4 separate regions of the Mus musculus genome follow, and all the other regions are linked to region 2. A link is a contact called in public Hi-C and HiChIP or PLAC-seq data. All regions are on one chromosome and are shown on one strand. The core of a region is the stretch at or near the end of the contact, and the rest is flanking DNA. Distances in the headings are between cores, read along the strand shown.

Region 1 (4,277 bases), core at 875-3,374, 370 kb before region 2:
AGATCCATGTGTATTTTTCACCCGAGCCTGGCATCTGTCCTCTCAGAAAGATTTCTGGAAAGGCCCATCCACTGGGTGGCTTGAGAATAGTTACTGAAACCAGACACTAATTGTTGACTAAGTGTGGCCAGTAGGGTCGGTGGAGACTACACTAGTGTTCAAGACTGTCACTTGGAGCAAGCCATCACTTGCCACTGTTGGCCCTTGCGTTTCTATTTCTATTTCTGGGTGCTGTGAGGACAACCCAGGTTTTACCCTTAGAGTTTCCAAATCAGAAGACACAGGGGGAAGCTTGAGGGTTTGCATATCTAGTGCATCCTCAGGTGATTTCATGCTGCTGTAGAGAGAATGGTCTGGTCCAGACCTGGGTGCACTGAGAACTGTGTCCAGGGCTAGAGGCCACTGGCTTGCTTTGAAGGATCGTGGCTCTAGGTTGTTGTTGTTTGTCTTGAAGGCTGAGGTCTTTCTCACATGTTCCAACCCAACCTTGGAGGTGACTGCTGCTTTTCAAAGACCCTTTGAATTTCTTAGTGACCATGGGACTGTCTGTAACTTTGTCCTCTCACAAGGCCGGTCAGACTATATAAATCTGTAAAAGTGTCCAGGTTTTGTTCTTTGAAAAAAATTTTAATGAGCAAATCTGGAGAAGGAAGTCGAAGGGAAGGATGTGGACAGATGAGACCAGAAGATAACCTGGGAGACCAGATCTTTACCTTTGTGGATCCTTTGCCCATTTTTACCTTTGGTGTACTCTGAGGCCGTCCTTAGTGGTACCCAAGGACTACTAAAAGGTGAGCCCATTTATGAGATCCTTGAGGCTCTGGTATTGAATTTTCCATGAGCATCTGGCATCAGAATGTGATGACCAGGATGCTGGGTGGGAACCTGGGTATGACTGTCAAGCTCCACCTCTGGATTTTGGGTTCCCTGTGCTTTTGGCTCTGCCTGCTTGGTAAGAGATGGCCTTCACGCATCCTTCTGAGAGGATGGATGCCGGCTTGGGTGAAAACCACACATCTGGACACTCCGGCAGATGGGATGCTGTACTCAGTAGTGGATGAGAGGAGCTGGGTGAGGTAGAACAGCTCTGGGAGAGACTCAGACTCTGCCTTAGAGCATTGAAAGTCTTTATACATAGTCATTTTCTGAGCCAGGAGCATTCTGTAGAAGCTAAGTCACATCACCCAAGCCCCGAAAGGATCTAAATATGCTTAGAGATACGTGGTTGTAGCTCTGGACAGAGGAACCTTGGTGAGAGACAAGCTGGGGACATTGAGGGCTCATGCCTCATTCTCTGTATGGATACCTTTCACCTCTAGCCTGAACTACATTTCTGTTCCCTAATGAGTACTTGTCTTCAGTATGGTATTCGTGGGTCCCAGATTGTTCATAATGTCTTAGGGAAAATAAAGTTGTGTATCCGTAGTGGGGATGGGGAGTTGCTAATAGTGAATATTAAAGACCCACAAGAAGAGCAAAGCTCACCAAAGCAGAGAGCAGCTTGGCCCTACATGTGACCAGGTGTCCCTTCAGGCTCAACCCAGTACTGGGGAGGAATGGGTGGTCTCCACCACTTTCAGTGTCCACTTGGTTATGGAAGATGTCCTTGAGAATTGCTGAGAATTGGGAACAAACTTCTTATAGTCTCCAAATAGACTAGCCTGGGCTTCTCCAATGAAAGCTAGGTAGGCATCCAATATAGGGTTCACAGGAATTAGTTTCATCCATGCAAAAGCTCCCAGGCCAGCTTATTCAGGTTCTGCAGTGGTAAGCTGGACTTACCACTAACTTTGGCCACTAGTCCATGGGAACTAGGTGGGAAAGACCCAAGTCTTAGTCCACTTGTGCCCCGTCTGGTGTGACCTTGGAAAGGGTGTCCACTTCCTCCTTCTATGGCCTAGCCTGCTGTGTCTATAAGGCCCTATCCCCTCTCTGCGATTTCAGTACCCACTTGGCTGGGAGTGCCATATTGTAACTGCTTGAGCTATTCCATTTGACTCTTGCATCCCACTAAGAAGAGGCAGGCTGGTGAGGACAGGGCAGTCGGCTATCTATCTCTGCTTCATGGGTAGAACTAGAGGAAGCCAGTTTCTCCTTCCACCCATGTCAGCCACTGGTGCGTCACCCAGTTCCTGTTTCTCTTTGCCCACCCAGGAAGGCGCTGCAGATGAAATCCTGGGCCAGATGGCGGATACTGTGAGCCTGGTCAGAAAATGCTGGCTCACAGGACACAAAACGGGAAGCTGGTTTTCCCAAGAGATTCATGGGTGGGGGTAGGGGGTGGGGAGGGGATGCTGTTCCCCTGACTGTGTAGGTGTCACACAGACAGGTTCCCCAGCTTCCAGAAACTTCCCCACTGCCACTGACAATAGGGGCCTTTTAAAGAATAACAAAGGCACTAAATTACCACAGTTGCTGCTGTCAAGAGCCCGGACCCTCTAGGAAGCTTTGTTTTTCAGAGAGGGTCCTTAGAAGCAGCTCAGCTAGAGCTCAATGGCTGGGCAATTTGCCCTCCTTCCTAACTCCACGCAGCAACAACACTCATGTCGGGAAACACACAATACACCCGTCTGAGCAACTTTGCATATTTCCTCTTTCTTGTATCCTTTGTATATTATGCATTGTGAAGGGATCTCTTGGGGACAGATGGAGCTATTCCAAAAATCATGCAATTCCCCGCTCTGAGGTTGCAGAAAAAATGTGGGTCATTAACAAAAGGCCGTGGACAGTGCAAAGTCCTTTGGAGCTCAGGGTGAACTCAGGCTGGTATCCCACTGGGGGCACAGGGAGATGTCCCAGGAAGTTTTGAGTGGTACTGCCTTCTCAGCTGTCAGCAGTGTTGTTCAGCGTCAGAGCTGGAAACAGTGGCCAGCTTAGATTTAACCTTGTTCCCATGGGAGCATTGTCTTCAACCATCTCATGGGAAAACTGCTCCAGTGTGTGTGTGTGTGTGTGTGTGTGTGTGTGTGTGTGTGTGTGTGTGTGAGGCAGATTTGAGTGCAGAGCAGGCTCTGGATCTACAGCATACCTTTTGAGGGCACGGCACCATCTGCCTCTCTCTACCTGCTCTGCCTTTGGAAATATCCTTTCACTTGTTTTGGAGAGCTGAGGATGTGATCTGCAGACAGGGGTGCACCAAGGGAGGCTGACCACAGGGGCCTTGAGCAGCAGTGCAGTTATGAATAGAACTACAGTCTTTCTGGAACTTCTGTCAGCCATATACTGTCCTTGCAACCTCTGCTTGGTTGTGTGTGTGGAGGGGCTTGTCTTATTATTATTTTTTCTCCTTCTCTCCTATAGAGGCTACTTGGAACAAATTCAAGTAAGCCCACAGTTATCTTTAGAGTCTCAGATAGGAGAGGTGTTGAGGGGCTCTGCACCTTGTGAATTGGAGTTCCCAGTGGACTTGACTTGAAGTTGCTTTGGGTCCTTGGAGGCAGGAGCTCAAGACATCACCTGGGGTGTCTTCTAAGTCTTGTGGGAGTCTCTAGTAAAAATCAAGAACACAGAAGTAGAATCTCATAGCTTACTGGGCATCAGACCCCATGGGGAAGTCACAACAGGGTGACCCCAAACAAAACAGTGGAATTCTGGGAACGTTTGCCTTCCTGCTCTCCCCTGAATGGCTTTTAAAGGGTTGCCACAGCTCATGACCACGGTTGGATTTCGGATATCACTATGAGAATAGTTGTGTTGCTGATTTGATCCCCTGCTCATAGTAGCGTTTTTGATCTGTCTCCCTTCTCGGTTTCCATGTGCTAGAGTGACTGTCACAGTGCGGTTGGCAGTGACCTATGTTTTTCTTGCATATTTTTGTTTCAGAATAACTGGGAGCTGAAACAGGAAGCCCCATGACACAGTTGATCGAAAATGACACAGACACAGAAAAATCAGGACGTGCCCCCAGCAGCACCCCTACCTGCTGCCTGCTGATCACGGCTGGGAGGCCCGTCCAGGGTTCCCACCCGGGAACGGACTCTTAGCTACTCAGTGCTCACGGGTGCTGGGCCTGCAGAGCTTTTCGGATGCTCTCTTACAGCTGGTTTGTTATCTTTTAATCAATCAACTAATTAATCTATTACTTTATTTATTGGCCCTCCCCATGTCTTGATCCTTTCTTCATTAAAAGCAAAAGGAAAGAAAATGCAATTGTCTGTTTCTTAGCTAATCCAGAAACACCGATTTAAAGGGCTCTAAACTTGAACATCAGGCAACTTTCTCCAAGTCACTTGTCAAGATTATCATAACTGCACACAGGGCATCTTTAAAAGTGTGTG
Region 2 (4,577 bases), core at 1,451-3,950:
AGTCCCAATGAAATGTTGTCCTTATAAAAGTTGCCTTGGTCATGGTGTTTGTCCATAGCAGAAAAACCCTGACTAATATAGTTAGGGTCTCATTTCCTTGTGCCTAACTGATTCAAAGCAGACATTGTCAAGTTTTTCCACTCTTAGGCCACTGTGTTTCTGGTTCTTAGGCTATAGGAACAGCTTTCATTTTGGAATGTATTTTGTCCATGCTTCTTAGAAACCTGAACAAGTAATTGCCTTTTCATTTCTCTAGTTCTAAGGCCCCTAGGAGGCTGGTATCTTTATTATCCCTTTCAGTCCCATCCTGTTTGTTTGCTGGGTATTGTCCAGGATGTGGAATTATTAAGAGGGATAACTGGAGAAGAGGTGGCGATTCCACTGACAGACCACAAGCCCCACTATTCGTCTGTTGGTTTTGTTCCTTTTGTTTTGTTGCAGATGCGTGTATGTGCAAGTGCACACGTGCGTGTGGATGCCTGAGGTTGATGTCAAGTGTCTTTCATTATTGCTCTTCACTGTCTATATTGAGGCAGGTTCTTTCACTGAACCCAGAGCTTTCCCTTTTGTCTAGTTTGGCCAGCCTGCTTGTCCCATGGAAGTCAGATCTGTCTCCCGTGTGCTGGGACTACAGGCAGCTGTCACAACTGCCCAGCTTTTTATATGGATTCCGAGGCTCTAAACCTGAGTGACCACAGCTGTGTAGCAAGCACTTTATGCCCTGAGTCGTCCAGCCTCTGTTATTCTCTTAAAAACACAACAATTATATCTTGTGTGCAATTTCATATCATTTTACTTACCATACGTTTTACATTTCTGTTAGAAGCAGAACTGCTTGCAAGTACAATTTTAAAGGTGATATATAATTCCCCACTGAGTGGTCAGAGTACGATTTACATAATCATTTTGCTATTGATACTTATTGCTATAATAAATTATGTAGTGGTGAGAATGTATTGCTTCAGTGTTTTTTATTCCATATTTATGATTATTAGGGTAGAGTCCTGGGGTAGAATTACACATAGTCCTATAGCAACATGCAAACCCTCTTCTACTTTCGCCAACAATGAGTCCCAATTTGTCCTAATATGCATTTCTGTGTTGACTGGCCACCCCATACTTTGGAGTTTAGCATTCTGTTTTTCACGTTTTATCTTCAGGGCCTGAATACTCTATTGGAATAGCTTTGCTAGTATAAAAATCTGACTTAGTACATGCTAGTGGTTTTCTAAAACTACAAAGACATATTTAAACATCAAAGATGACCTAAAAGACAAATACCCCAATCCCCTGTTCAACTGCCTAACAGGAAAACACCTGCCAATTAAATGAAGGTATCAGATAAAGATAAAATGTACAAAACACTTCAGATTTTTTGGATAATTCTTGGTCTTGAAAAGTGTGCTGTTTAAAATGAATAACTGTGTCCTAACCCTTACCTGAAGCATGACCACATTGTCACCTTCAAAGGTTACAAACACATCTGTGTCACATTTCAGGTCTGAGATTCTGGTTTCCATCATGTAACCCTGTTGCAGAGGAAGAGGAGGAGAGAAGGGAGAGAAAGAAGAAAAAAGTGTTTTAATTTGCAATGACATCATTACATGGGAAAATTAGTTCCCTTAAAATTAAAAGCACAGATCATTGAAGAGGAAAAAAGTAACAATGTATCTCTTACTCAGAATAATTTCAATATATCACATTATATCATATTATCAATATATCACATTAGCTTTGAGGTCACACATACAATTTTGGGTATTGTCTTCATTGTTGATAAAACATTGACAAATGGTTATTTCATTTTTAACCAAAAGATTTCAACTAATCACACCAATATGCTTTGTTTTCAAACTCTTCAGAATTCTACTAGTGGCTTACTCCTGCAAGAGAACAATGCCTCCCTCCACCCTGAACCACCCCCCCCCCCAAACGCTGAAGAGTACTGGAAGGCAGGTTAAAAATTCTACATTGACCAACTGCTCTGCTCTGTCAACTCACACTTTCTAGCTTCCTCCTCCTGTCTTTCCCTGCCTCCTTCCTTCTCTTCCTTTCCCTCCTCTCCTCCCTTCCCTTCCTCCTCTTCCTCCACTTCCTCTTCCTCTTTTTCACTTCTTAAAATCCTATTTCTAAGGTAGCAATTCACAGTTACCTAAGTGCTGTCAGTCTCCTCCCATAAAGAACTGGCCCTGGAGCACGTAGGTTCAGGTCCAGGCCAACGTGAGTGGAGTGTGGCATATCTCTGGCCTGGGAACTTTTCTCCTGCCAAGGCCTCTCTGCCGCTCCTCTGTCCTGCTTCCCTTTTTCATCTGGTTTGTTTCCTTTCTCACATTTCTCATTTCCTCTTTTTTTTTTTTTTTAAATTTCAGATTTCTGGCTTATCTGGATTCCCCCTTATTTATCTTACATCCTCACTTCCCCTTTCCCATCCTCCATACTGGCCATACCCACCGTACAGGATAACCCCCTTTCTCATTTCTCAGTTCTCACTTCCCTTTTCCCATGGCTCACACCTGGCTTCCTTGCCTCCCCCATAGCTTTAACATTTCTCACTTCCCGTCTCCCACCCACCGCACCCGCCCTAAGCGATGTACCAAATTTCCCCTCAGTTCTCACTTCCCTTTTCCCACCCGCTGTACCCTGAGTGTCCGCTGTACCGGATCACCCCTCTCTCAGTTCTCACTTCTCACTTCCCTTTTCCCACCCGCTGTACCCTCTGTATCCGCTGTACTCTGAGTGTCCACTGTACCGGATCTCCCCCTCTCTCAGTTCTCACTTCCCTTTTCCCATGGCTCACACCCAGATTTCTCTTCACCCTCAGACGCTTTACATTTCTCACTTCCTTTTTTGTATAAGTCAAAATTCCCACTTGTCTGGGTTCCCCTATCTGTTCATTTACTTTACAACGCCCCAGCACACACACACTCTTGTATCGTTTCCTCTTCCCCTTTATTTCAAGAGTCTTGTTTCCTGTTTTTCTCCTTTTCTCACCTCTCTTATTTGATTCCTCCCTTTCCTTTCTTACTTCCTTTTTTTTTCTTTTTTTTAATTTCAATTTCCTTCCTTTTAAAATTTGTTTGGTGTGTGTGTGTGTGTGTGTGTGTGTGTGTGTGTGTGTATACACCACAGCAGGTGTCCACAGAAGCCAGAAGAGACTAGATCCCATGGAGCTGGAGTTGCAGGCAGCTGTGAGGCACCCAACATGGGTGCTGAGAACCGGAGCTGTACCCTCTTCAAGAACAATGTGCTGAACAGTGAGCCACCACCCCAGCCCTAAAAACATTAACCAAACCAAACAACTCCCTACCCTCAGTGGGACTTCATTCTTTCTTTCTTAAAAATGCATTTACTTTTATTTTATGTATATGACTGCTTAGCCTGAATGTCCCCATGTGCACCATATGCATGCCTGGTACCAAGGGAAGCCAGAAGAGGGCATTGGATCCCCTTGAACTGGAGTTACAGGCAGTTATAAGCCACCATGTGAGTTCTGGGAACCAAATTCCAGTCCTCTACAAGAGCAGCAAATGCTCTTAACCACTGTGCCATCCCTCCAGTCCTTTAAACACACTTCTAAAATTGGCAGATAGCATATGATTTTATCATGTACAACTTATTCTTAAGTATATACACACAGAGATACAACAATGCTAATTAACAAACACACCACCTCACGTGGTTATTACTCCCATGGTAAAACCATATAACACCCACACTCTTTACATTTTTGAAGAATACAATGTATCATTATTAACTAATCTCTTAAAAATTCACTTCCTTTTTCTAGCTCTAATTCTATACCTTTAACCAATGTTGTGGTTCAGTACGTCAGCAGGCTCTTGGTCTGTGGGTTTGGCTGGGGAGAGGGGGCCTTCTACAAGGATTTCAGTGTTACAGCTCTTTTAGACAGAATTTATTGAAATGGCTTGCACATATATTTTACTTGGGGTGAATAAGGGCTATATAAACCTTGGAGAGTGGGAAGGGATTTTCAGGGTGAGTATGCATTTCCTGAGGGTTAAGGTACTAGGAACCTCTCTGTGGTGTTTTGAATATGCTTGATCCAGGAATTGGCACTATTTGGAGGTGTGGCCTTGTTGGAGGAAGTGTGTCACTGGGTGTGGGCTTTAAGATCCTCATCTTAGGAGCTAGAGAAAGTACCCAAGGAGCTGAAGGGGTCTGCAACCCTATAGGTGGAAGAACAATATGAACTAACCAGTACCCCCTGTTTTCCTTAATGACTGCACTCATTTATTTACTTTCCTAGCAACAACATACAGAGGTCCCTCCCTTCCCACATTCTAACCAACACTTGTTATCTTCCAGCATTTTCCATAATAGTCATTCTTCAAAGCCCACTCCCAGTGACCACTTCACCTCCTAAACTTTAGGACATAATGGCTCTATAATCTTCCTAAACAGTGCCACTAACTGGGACCAAGTGTTCTCATATAGAAGCCTATGGGGGGCATTTATTGTTTAGACAACAGCATCTAGCTGTCAGCTTGTTGCAGTGATTCTGCTGTTCCTGCCTCCTGGGCCCAGGAATTATAGGTGGCCAGAGCAACTGCCTGGCT
Region 3 (4,770 bases), core at 589-3,088, 400 kb before region 2:
CCTGGAAGAGAACACTGGATGCCCTGGAACTGGAGTTACAGACAATCCATAAGCCTCCATGTGGTTCTGGGAGTTGAACCCAGAGCCTCCGAAGAGCACAAGTGCTCTTAATTGCTGAGCCATCTCTCCAGCCTCATCCCCTGTTTCCCCTAACCCCACACTGCTAGTCTTGATATTGCTGTGAGGTAATTTGCAAGATGAGATTACCACTTATATCAATGGGCCTTGATCAATCAGTTAGGGGCCTTCAGTAGAAAGACTAACCTCCAAGAAAAAAATGCCCCAGAGTCTCAATGTCCCACCACTGTGTTTTCCTAAACCCCAAAGGACTGGGAATTCTCAGCATTTAATGCAACACCGCAGGAAGAGTGGCTCCTGCATTACCAACTCCTATGGCTCTGTAGCCTGCTCTGTAGCCTGCTCTGTAGCCTGCTCTGTAGCCTGCTCTGTAGCCTGCTCTGTAACCTGCTCTGTAGCCTGCTCTGTAACCTGCTCTCTCATGTGGGCTTGAATCCGCACCACTGTGCAAACCAGCCCTTTAAATCTAAATCACTGTCTGTGTCTGTTTGTCTATCTCTCTCTCATGCACACATATGCATGTATATCTCCTGTGGGTCCTGTCTCTCTGGAGAAGCCTGACAAATGTGGTCGTCTTCCCAGAATTAACACTGTTCTCTGTGACAGACAGAATATGCATGGGTATAAAACAAGAGCAGAGGTGGCCTATTTCCCTTTGCAACTAAGTTCTTTTACTTTTCTCTAGCTTATGTAGAAGTGCATTTTCCTGAGCATGTTCTACCAACTTCCATTTAAAAACTCATACCAATCATCCACTCAGGATGGATGGCTTTGGTCCCCACAGGCAGGGGACACTTTCTCCACTAGACTGTGTCATCCTAGATTTTGTTGTTTCTCTCAGCATCTCTTCACTGATTTTATTCTCTAATGTTTAAAACCCCTGGAGTTGATAGCATCCTAAGATTGGCGGCTTGAAGAAACAACATTTATTTACATAAAATTTAACATACAGGTAAATATACTTATACACATGTGTAAACACATTTAAGTTCCTAGAGATTCATTTGAGGGCAGTGTTTTGGACCACTGAGTTTAGGGGAGGTTGCTTGCTTGAGCACAGACGGGGGACTTAGAGCATCACAACTTAGTGGCCACAGCACTAAAACAAAACAAAACAAAACAAAACAAAACAAAACAAAACAAAAAAAACAGAAAAACCGTTAATCACCAACAGCCCCAGAAGAATGAGTAGGGCTTGAGATGACCATCCTATCTGTGAGGAAATGTTGGGTACCCAGCCTTATTCAGGTAACCCGAGTTGCGGAGAGTTCATGAATGCAGTGACCACATCTTGTTGAAGAGACAGTGTTTCACGGAGCCCTCCTCATTGACTGCCTCTTACATTCTTCCTGCCCTTTCTTCTCCAGTGTTCCCCAGACCTCGAAGAGGGTAACACTTATGCTCCATTTAGGGCTAAGCTGTTGACAGTCACTTAATCAGTTATGAGCCTTGGCATAAAGCAGGGGGCCGTTTTTATAGATGTCCTAGATTGTGACATTTATTTGTGATGACCGAAAGAGGTGCTGCGTCTAAGAATATTGTGAACACACTAAGTATGTGCTGTGGCTGATCCAGGGATCCTCAGTGTGCCACGGGAAGTCAGAGAAAGTGACTGTGCCACCCAAAGGTGGTGAGAAGGTGTCCGGTGGGACCTCTGTGAAAGCCAAACTGCACTCCCCAGCTCTTACCAGGCCAGTCTGTCCACACAGGCAGGAGGGGCCTGGCAGCTACAGGCCTCCTTGCACACATCAGGAAAAGGAAACCATTTGAGACTCTAAGGGCTCAGAGTATGGGCAGACTGAGAGCACCTGGTGGTTCTGCTTGCCCTGTGGACCTAATCATGTATGAAGATCGTAAACCATCTCTGAGGGCAAAGTTGCCTGACCTCTGCAAAGCATTGGTTCCAGCATCCTTAACAGAGACAAACCTCACTCCCGTGCATAAGCCCTCTCTTTCTGAGCTGGTCAAGAGTCTCTGTAGGTTTTTGTCTTTTCAAATGTGCCCACCTGACTGGAATTTCTTTGCACTCAGGCTAAGTCAGAGAGAGCCATCTTTCTCTCCTGCAGCTGTGAGTTACACCCAACACTTGAAAATGAAACCGAGTAGTAAGAGGGGCTGAGGAAGAGTGTTCCTGACGGGAACAGAGGTTTGTTATCCAGAAAATGACGTGAGAAGCACTAGGGGAAACCTAGGGCATCTCGTAGCCAGGCACACAAGGTCGTGTGAGCTGACAATCTAATTATTCTGGTCCTAAACTCTCGAAAGAAAAATCCCAAGCCAGCATTTGACACAGTCATGCAGGAAAGCCCGCTTCTGCACCTCCATGCCCTCAATCAAATCTTACAAACACTACTCTGGGCTGCAGATTTTGTTTTTTGTCTGAGTGGATATCACCTCGGATCACTTGCATTAACTGCAGGTGTGTGATGCGGACAAAATGATTGCCCTCCCTACTTTTAGAACGTGCCTTGAATGTGAAGCAAGGAATTGTTTTCCCAAAGCCCACGGGACTGGAGATTTGCAGTGCAGATCTGCAGAGCCTGTGGCTGTCTGTCCACTCTTGGGGGCCCCAGCTCCCCTTGGACTAGTGCCAATAAGCCTCTGAAATGGAGGGTATCCTCTTCCTTCTGCCCCACTCCTTCCCAGCCCAGGCACGTCGTTGACACTCCATTTATGTGAGAAGCTTGGCATTAGCCGCAGGGCTTCACTCTTGACACTTGGACTAATTCTCCACTTTATATTCGTGATTGCCCTTCTGAAAGGAGAATCTGCTGCCAATGGCACCTGGGCATTTGAAAGTAAATATGATGCAAATACTGCCTCCCCGGCACATTCCCTCCTCAACTTTGGGATGAAGAGTGAGGATGAGAAGGAGGAGGTGAGCTGGGGTGCCCGACTCATTTGCATAATGGTGTTTGAGGCTGGGTGAAACTGAAACCATAGCCTGTGTGGGTGGGGCCTTGTTTCTCCTCACAGCTGCCCCCACCCCCCACCCCAGCAGCCAGGCCCCCTCTAGGCTCCTACAGAGGCCTAGGGATGGTGAGGCCCAGGGACTCAGGGCACCAGTGCGAAACCAGATAAAACACCTGGTGCTCCTACTGGCCACAGGCCCGCTGCTGAGCTCTGTGAACAAGCATGGGGGGGGGGGGGTGTCCTTTTTTTCTGATTCAGATTGCAATCTATTGGTGGGGCCCAGCGTGTGGCAGGGTGAGCCTTTGCCAGGAGAGCCAAATCATTTTGATCTTCAGTGGAATGCTCTCCCAGCTGAGTTATTTTTGACACTGTGAGGCAAGGCTTCTCTCCTCCAGTCATTTTTCAGTCAACTGGAGTCTTCCCAATCCCCGTGGCTGAAGCCCACAGATTAAGAGGGGACATCCAGCTCTCCCGTGCGATAAATGGCTTTTCTACCTACTTGGTGTCTGATAAGGTATCTTCACTCAGAAGTAATGTGAAAGTCCGACAGTTTTACAGATCCTGTTACCGTTGCTGAATAACGTCTCCAGGTGGCAAAGTGAGTTCTTGTAATATAAATGAAGCCAGCGTGTTTTTGCTACTGGACTGATTTGCCCTGAGGACAGGGTTTTCCACTATGGAACCCATCCCCCTGATAGGTGTGGAAGAGTGGAAGCCTTTTATATCTATACTTCCTTCGCTCTGTCTTTAGCTTGCTGTGGGTTCATGTCCTTGTTGGTAGAAAGAGGGGATGACCTCTCTACTGGAGTTTTCACGTGTGTGTGGGAGGTCTCAGCTCCTTTTCGAATTCTCTCTGAACATTCTGAAATCCGTTGACTTGTCAGACATTGGGAACACCACGCTGGCTTAGAAGAGCATGGCCTCTTTGATGAAAGCTTTCAGTCCGGAGCCTCTGGTGATGACGTTGGTAACCTTAAACTTGTTCATGGCCACAGTGGAATTCATGTGGGTTTTCCTTAATGGCAAGATAACGGAATAACTACAGAGCGTGTGGCCGTGTGGATGCAGCTGGACTCTGGCTCAGAAGCAAGAGTTGCAGTTTCCTGGGTGCTCCGAAGCTGGCTGGGAAGGTCCCAAGGATGTGGTAGTTCGTAGGCGGCAAAGGCCCCAGGAACTTGCAGCTTAAATCCATTTGTACCTGGGACAAATGTCGTGGTCCTGGTTTCCAGTCTTCCAAGGAGAGATCAGCTTTGGGCTGTCTGCTTTGTATTTGAAGATGTTTTTATTCGAATAATGAGGGGGAAAAAAGGGTGCTAGTTTGCCCAGGCACAGGAGGTTTGGTTTTCTGTTTGTTTGTGGGGTTTTTTGTTTTTCAGTACTGAGGGTGGAGCCTAGGGCCTCGCTAACACTGAGAAGCATGCAACCACTGTGCTATATTCCTGCACACCTGCGGCTCCGCAAAACATTGGTGTGGTGCTGGCTTTGGAAACCTATGGATGATACCATAAGTCAGAAACAGGAATGTCGTATTTAACTAAGTTCTAAGTTGTGACTGGTTGGTATTATTTTACCTATAACAGTTTGAGGTGAGGGGAGAGTGGTTTTAAAACTAGAATTGAGCTGCCGTGTTTATTTCCCTAGCATTCCCCGGGTGGTTATAGTATCCCTGATATCTTGGTGACATAAAAAATAGTGACTGCCCCTGACGGTGGCGACTTCACGGTTTGGAAGGTAAACCCAGCACCCACACTCAGGTTTCCTGAGGATCACATCCACGCT
Region 4 (4,797 bases), core at 1,183-3,682, 290 kb before region 2:
AAAGGAATAAGGTGAAGAGTGACAGAGCCAGGTACCTAGCATGCTCCTCTGGCCTCTCCACTCATGCATGTGCACATCTGCATACATAAGTATGCACTTGCATGCGCACACGCACACACACACACACACACACACACACACACACACACACACGGCAGGTAATCAGTTATAATTACATGAAGCCTTGTTGGACTATTAGAGCTCACAGAAAGCAATCTCTCTCTCTCTCTCGAAGGCAGAAGGAGCCCTTTGACCTCTAGAGACATTCCAAAAGGCTGAGGTACCACGTCCAAAGAATGTGACCTCAGGTATGTTTGTGGAGGAAATTCTGAGAGGAAGTAAAGTGGCACTCTGTGGGCACTTGCTGGAAAACCCACATCTGCCAACTGAGCTGAAATCTTACTCAGAGCTGGAACAAGACTGTTTCTGACTCCCTGCATCGCTTCCACCCATGAAAAGAAAACTCTGTTTTTCTTGTTTCTCTCGTCAGGCTGCCTGGAGATGGGAGAGAGAAACTTAATCAGTTGGGCCTGTTCTGTTAGACCAGATGATTCCCCTTTAGAAAGATCCCATTTTATAAGGTGCAGGAGGCCAGCACATTATGATGGTTGTCGGGAGATCCCAGTCGAAGGTGGGGAGCAGGGAATGAGGCTTCCACAAATCCACTGTGTGCAGGGGACCCCTCAGTAGGCAGCAATGCTCCAAGAGACTGGGAAAAGAGCAGTATGTCTGGATCGTGGACCCAGAGGCTAGGGAAACCAGACCGCCTTCTCAGTCAGCTGTATGCAATGGTGTTAAGCACAGCGCTGCTCAACCTTCCTAGTGCTGTGTCGCCTTAATACAGTTTCTCACATGGTGACCCTTAACCACAAAATATGTCCTACTTCATCACTGTTGTGAGTTGTAACGTAAATGTCTGTGTTTTCCAGGGATGACCTCTATAAAAAGGTCATTTGACCTCTATGGGGGCCGCAACCCACAGGTTGAGAACCATCTGTCCTACACATTAGGGTAGCACTGAAGCATCCCAGCGACAGAAAGAACAGTGTCTGGCTCTCATTGTCCAACATGAGAAATCACAACGTTCCTTTGGGGAATTCTTTTTCCTGGCAATAAATCCTCAGGGGGAAAAAATCCTGTGACAGAACCAGCCCCAGAGGAATGTCCATAGGTCAGAAGGAGGCCACCTAGCTTGGAAGGTTCTGGAAATTCTAGTTGGGCATTGGGAGGAGTCCAGGCAGCTGCGCTGATGCAAGGGGGCTCCAGAGAGGAAGGAGAACCTCGGGAGTTAGTCAGAGGACGTTGCTCAGAATGAGGGAGAGAGTGGGGGAGGCTACCAGTGGAGGCCAGGGACCGATGTCACTTCACTATCTGTAACTTCCTGTTTTGGAGAAAGAGCCTGAGCTTGCTTTGGGGGAGGGGAGCATGAAAGGTGAAGCCTGGAAGATTGGTGCTTGTGCTCTCACTGGAGGGCAAGAGGGGGTTTAAATGGTCAGAGCAGGGGCCTGGAGAGATGGCTCAGCGGTTAAGAGCACTGAATGCTCTTCCGAAGGTCCTGAGTTCAAATCCCAGCAACCACATGGTGGCTCACAACCATCCGTAATGAGATCTCACGCCCTCTTCTGGAGTGTCTGAAGACAGCTACAGTGTACTTACATATAATAAATAAATAAATCTTAAAAAAAAAAAAAAAAAATGGTCAGAGCAGGATGGGGTGACAGACCTGGGCAGACTAGAAGGAAAAACAATTGGTGATTCTGATTCATTCACCTCAATTGTCACAGAACAGAGCAAACACACATGTAATAAAATCATAAAAGTCTGTGGGAAGTAGAAGAAAGAAACTTCAGCAGATCAAAGCAGCTGATGGGTCAGATACTGGGGTCGGGCCTTTGAACCCCCCAAGGCTACACGAGGCTCCTACCTGGCTGAGATCTATGGCTCTTCTGTTCTCGGACTATTGACACAACAGCCTGGCTGCTCAGAGAAATGGGCTCTGAGGATCCTGGCATCCTTGAGGTAGCTCCAATTTCCTAGATGAGCGTGGGGAGAGTGGAGGGATCTGGGTCTCCTGAGAAGAATCGAAGGTGGAAACTGGAGATAAACACGGGGAGAGAGCTTGCTGTCTATGGCTCAATTGCTCTGCTGAACTGCCTCTTGGTTGAACTGCTGCACAGCCTGAAGGAAACCCTATTCCACCCAGGCTTCCCTCCAGAGCAAAATATCAGCCCTCCTCTGCCAGTGGAGTCCACTGGATAGCCAGGCCTGCTGTCCCCAGAGCCTCTGTCAAACCCGTGATCCTTCTCTTTCCCTGTGACCAACAGTATAGACTCCTGGAACTCAGAAGGACTCCACATGGCTAGAGTGTTCCCAGTGGAATCAGTAGTCTGTCACAGAAAAGGCAAAGATGACTCAGGAAGCAGACGTCTGAAGAGATGCCTGGCCTGACTCCATGGAGGTTTTAGAAAGACATTCACTCTTTCCATAGAGTGGAGAGCCTCACTGGTGCTATGCACATTAAACATCAGATGAACTCGCTCCATCTCAAGGGTATTCTGAGTACCCCTCCCCCAACCCTCACCAAGGGTCTTCCCTGCTTTTTGGTACCCTCTCCCAATCATATAGAATTTAAGGCAGATTATAAATTTAACTACTCTGCTAAGTTGCGATAAGTAATAAATTCATTTCTTTTTGTGTGTGTTTTAAAGCTTTGTAGAAAACAACAATGTCAACAACACTAACCCAAACATTGTAAGGCTGAGACACAAAGACATTGAGTTTGAAGGTAACCTGGGCTACATAATGAATTGTATATTCCAGACCAGCCTGGGCTACATGGCAAGCCCTGTCTCAAAAATAAACAAATAGATGAAAATCTATTTTTGCCCAAAATAACTGTTTACGGTAACTTCCATGAAATGCCCCAGGTCTGGGTTTTGCTGTTAGTGTCTCCAGCTGGGCACGATCTTTGATGTAATCAGTGACTCAGCTTACTCGAAATAAACCTGTTGTCAAAGATTCAAAATTTATCTCTTTGACACACACATGTCTTGTGACCCGCCTGTCCTTCTGCTCAAAGCACTGTCCCAATCCCTCTGACTCAACGGGGAAACCACAATCTACAAGAAGCCAGAGCGTTCCCACACCTGGGGTGGGCTGCGCGTCACCAGCAGGGCAGCAGATGTCATTGTGCCTGAGCAGGAAGCTCGGCAGGATGGCTTCTTTGCCACTCCTCTGTCCACAGGAAAGCATGGTGACGTGGTGGATTCGTGATTTGGTGGGGAGCACGGTGAGGTGTGACTTGCCATCCTCTCTAAATAGATTGTTCAACCCAGAAGCAGTTGTTTCTTGGGGGAGGCATAACTTGAGGTAGGTCTGGAGATGGCAATGGCTCTTGAGCTCTTGGCTAGCACCTGTGTCGTCCTGGGGCCACTGCTGACCCACCAAGACCCTCTACAACAGGTGCTGCATGTCATAGCTGAAGGCTGTCCCACTCACCCAGGTCCCCCACCAGTCACTCACAACCATGCAAAAAGGGAAGTCTTGGCCAAAACTCACTGTCGGTTTGGTGCCTGCTCTCAGAATGGCACTGTCTGAGAATAATGAGGTGCTCTGTGTAAAGAAAGGGGAGAGAGTCAGGGCTGCCTCCAAAGCCCTGTTCTAGACTCTGTTGCTGTGGTGGTTTGAGTGAGAAAGCCCCCCCCCCCCCGTGGGCTCACATATTTGAATCTTTGATACCCAGTTGGTGTGCCACTGGGGATGGGCCTCTCTCTTCTCTCTCTCTCTCTCTCTCTCTCTCTCTCTCTCTCTCTCTCTGTGTGTGTGTGTGTGTGTGTGTGTGTCCCCGTCCTTGCTGCCTGCAGACTGCAGATCAGGATGTAGCTTCCAGTTACCTCTCCAGCACCCCATCTGCTGTGTGCTGCCATGCTCCCTGCCACAATGATAAGCAATTCGTCCTCTGAAGCAGTAAGCAAGCCCCCAGTTAAAAGCTTTCTTCTATAAGTTGCCTTTGCCATGATAACAGTAACTAAGACAGGAACCTCCCATGCCAAGCTCGGCAGGTCAGGGCACATTTGCCCTTGGGGGCTTTTCACTGGAATTTAATCTTTAGGGACCTTTGCAGATTCTGAACATCTCATCTGTTCAGGAGCTCCACTATCTTTCCTGGTCTCTAAGCCTTGTTCCCTGTCCTGTCTGCCTCACCCCACCCCCGACCACCTCTACCTGCAGTTACTGTCCCAGGAATCCTTTTTGGGTAGTTACTGAGGTCATGGCCTCTGATTATATAATGAATGCAACCATCGTTCATGTCCTAGTGAAACTTTGAAGATAGAAACAAAATGTAAATTCCCACTTTTAGGGCAGGAGAGTCTGGAAGCTCGGGCAGGAGCCTCTGGCTACGTCAGCCTCTGGCCGGTGTCTCTACCATGACTCCCCACATGCTCATGGAACGTGCCAGCAATAACGTAAGATGAGCCCTCGGATGAGCCCCACATTTGGGAGGAACTTCTGGAGCATGACCTACTTTTTTGAATATCTAATGAAATTCATAGATTTCCCCCATAAGATGCATATACTCAATACTTCTAAAAATCTAGCATTTTCGCACATGTCAGAGATCCATTCATGAGAATTCAATCTTGCTTTGGGATCCTTTTGCTTTTCATCAGGGTCATGGGTTCCCAGCATCTCTTGCCATGAAGATGTGGTCAATATTCTGATTTTTAAGAGGGCCTGTCGAACTTAAGAGGGGCTGTGGTTCTCTCACAAGGACATCTGCTAAGTAGCTGAGCAGTG

The links. A called contact is a pair of places that touch in the nucleus more often than the background predicts. HiChIP or PLAC-seq counts read pairs in DNA pulled down with a chosen protein or histone mark.
Region 1: an H3K27ac HiChIP or PLAC-seq map of large pre-B cells shows a contact between it and region 2, with 3 times the contacts expected there. The contact joins two enhancer-like sites. A contact is called at or near these places in 1 of 484 Hi-C or Micro-C datasets (germinal center B cells) and 1 of 115 datasets of contacts at active chromatin or transcription factors (large pre-B cells).
Region 3: a Hi-C map of centrocytes shows a contact between it and region 2, with 2.4 times the contacts expected there. The contact joins two enhancer-like sites. A contact is called at or near these places in 3 of 15 datasets of contacts at CTCF or cohesin (large pre-B cells, pro-B cells and stem cell-derived epiblast-like cells), 16 of 484 Hi-C or Micro-C datasets (B cells, the BV-2 cell line, LSK cells and 10 more), 4 of 115 datasets of contacts at active chromatin or transcription factors (bone marrow-derived macrophages, large pre-B cells and microglia) and 1 of 9 other capture datasets (embryonic stem cells).
Region 4: a contact with region 2 is called in an H3K27ac HiChIP or PLAC-seq map of double positive thymocytes, with 2.5 times the contacts expected there. The contact joins two enhancer-like sites. A contact is called at or near these places in 1 of 484 Hi-C or Micro-C datasets (B cells) and 1 of 115 datasets of contacts at active chromatin or transcription factors (double positive thymocytes).

Annotation. Positions count from the first base shown.
Region 1 is chr2:128,371,973-128,376,249 of GRCm38.p6, reverse strand. All of the region lies in intron 1 of Morrbid (myeloid RNA regulator of BCL2L11 induced cell death), which reads left to right. Among named protein-coding and RNA genes, the nearest start is that of Gm14010, 49 kb to the left of the region's middle. Within about 2 kb of position 2,124, at least 95 of the 459 cell types and tissues checked have an H3K27ac peak or open chromatin away from gene starts, as enhancers often do.
Region 2 is chr2:128,007,029-128,011,605 of GRCm38.p6, reverse strand. Acoxl (acyl-Coenzyme A oxidase-like) reads right to left here. Exons shown (of 18, transcript NM_028765.3): 12 at 1,440-1,529. Among named protein-coding and RNA genes, the nearest start is that of Bcl2l11, 120 kb to the left of the region's middle. Within about 2 kb of position 2,700, at least 89 of the 459 cell types and tissues checked have an H3K27ac peak or open chromatin away from gene starts, as enhancers often do. A contact at or near this core is called in B cells, centroblasts, centrocytes and 2 more, where this site is marked.
Region 3 is chr2:128,401,644-128,406,413 of GRCm38.p6, reverse strand. All of the region lies in intron 1 of Morrbid (myeloid RNA regulator of BCL2L11 induced cell death), which reads left to right. Among named protein-coding and RNA genes, the nearest start is that of Gm14010, 19 kb to the left of the region's middle. Within about 2 kb of position 1,838, at least 25 of the 459 cell types and tissues checked have an H3K27ac peak or open chromatin away from gene starts, as enhancers often do. A contact at or near this core is called in centroblasts, centrocytes and pro-B cells, where this site is marked.
Region 4 is chr2:128,293,551-128,298,347 of GRCm38.p6, reverse strand. No RefSeq gene overlaps it. Among named protein-coding and RNA genes, the nearest start is that of Gm14009, 130 kb to the right of the region's middle. Within about 2 kb of position 2,432, at least 109 of the 459 cell types and tissues checked have an H3K27ac peak or open chromatin away from gene starts, as enhancers often do. A contact at or near this core is called in B cells and double positive thymocytes, where this site is marked.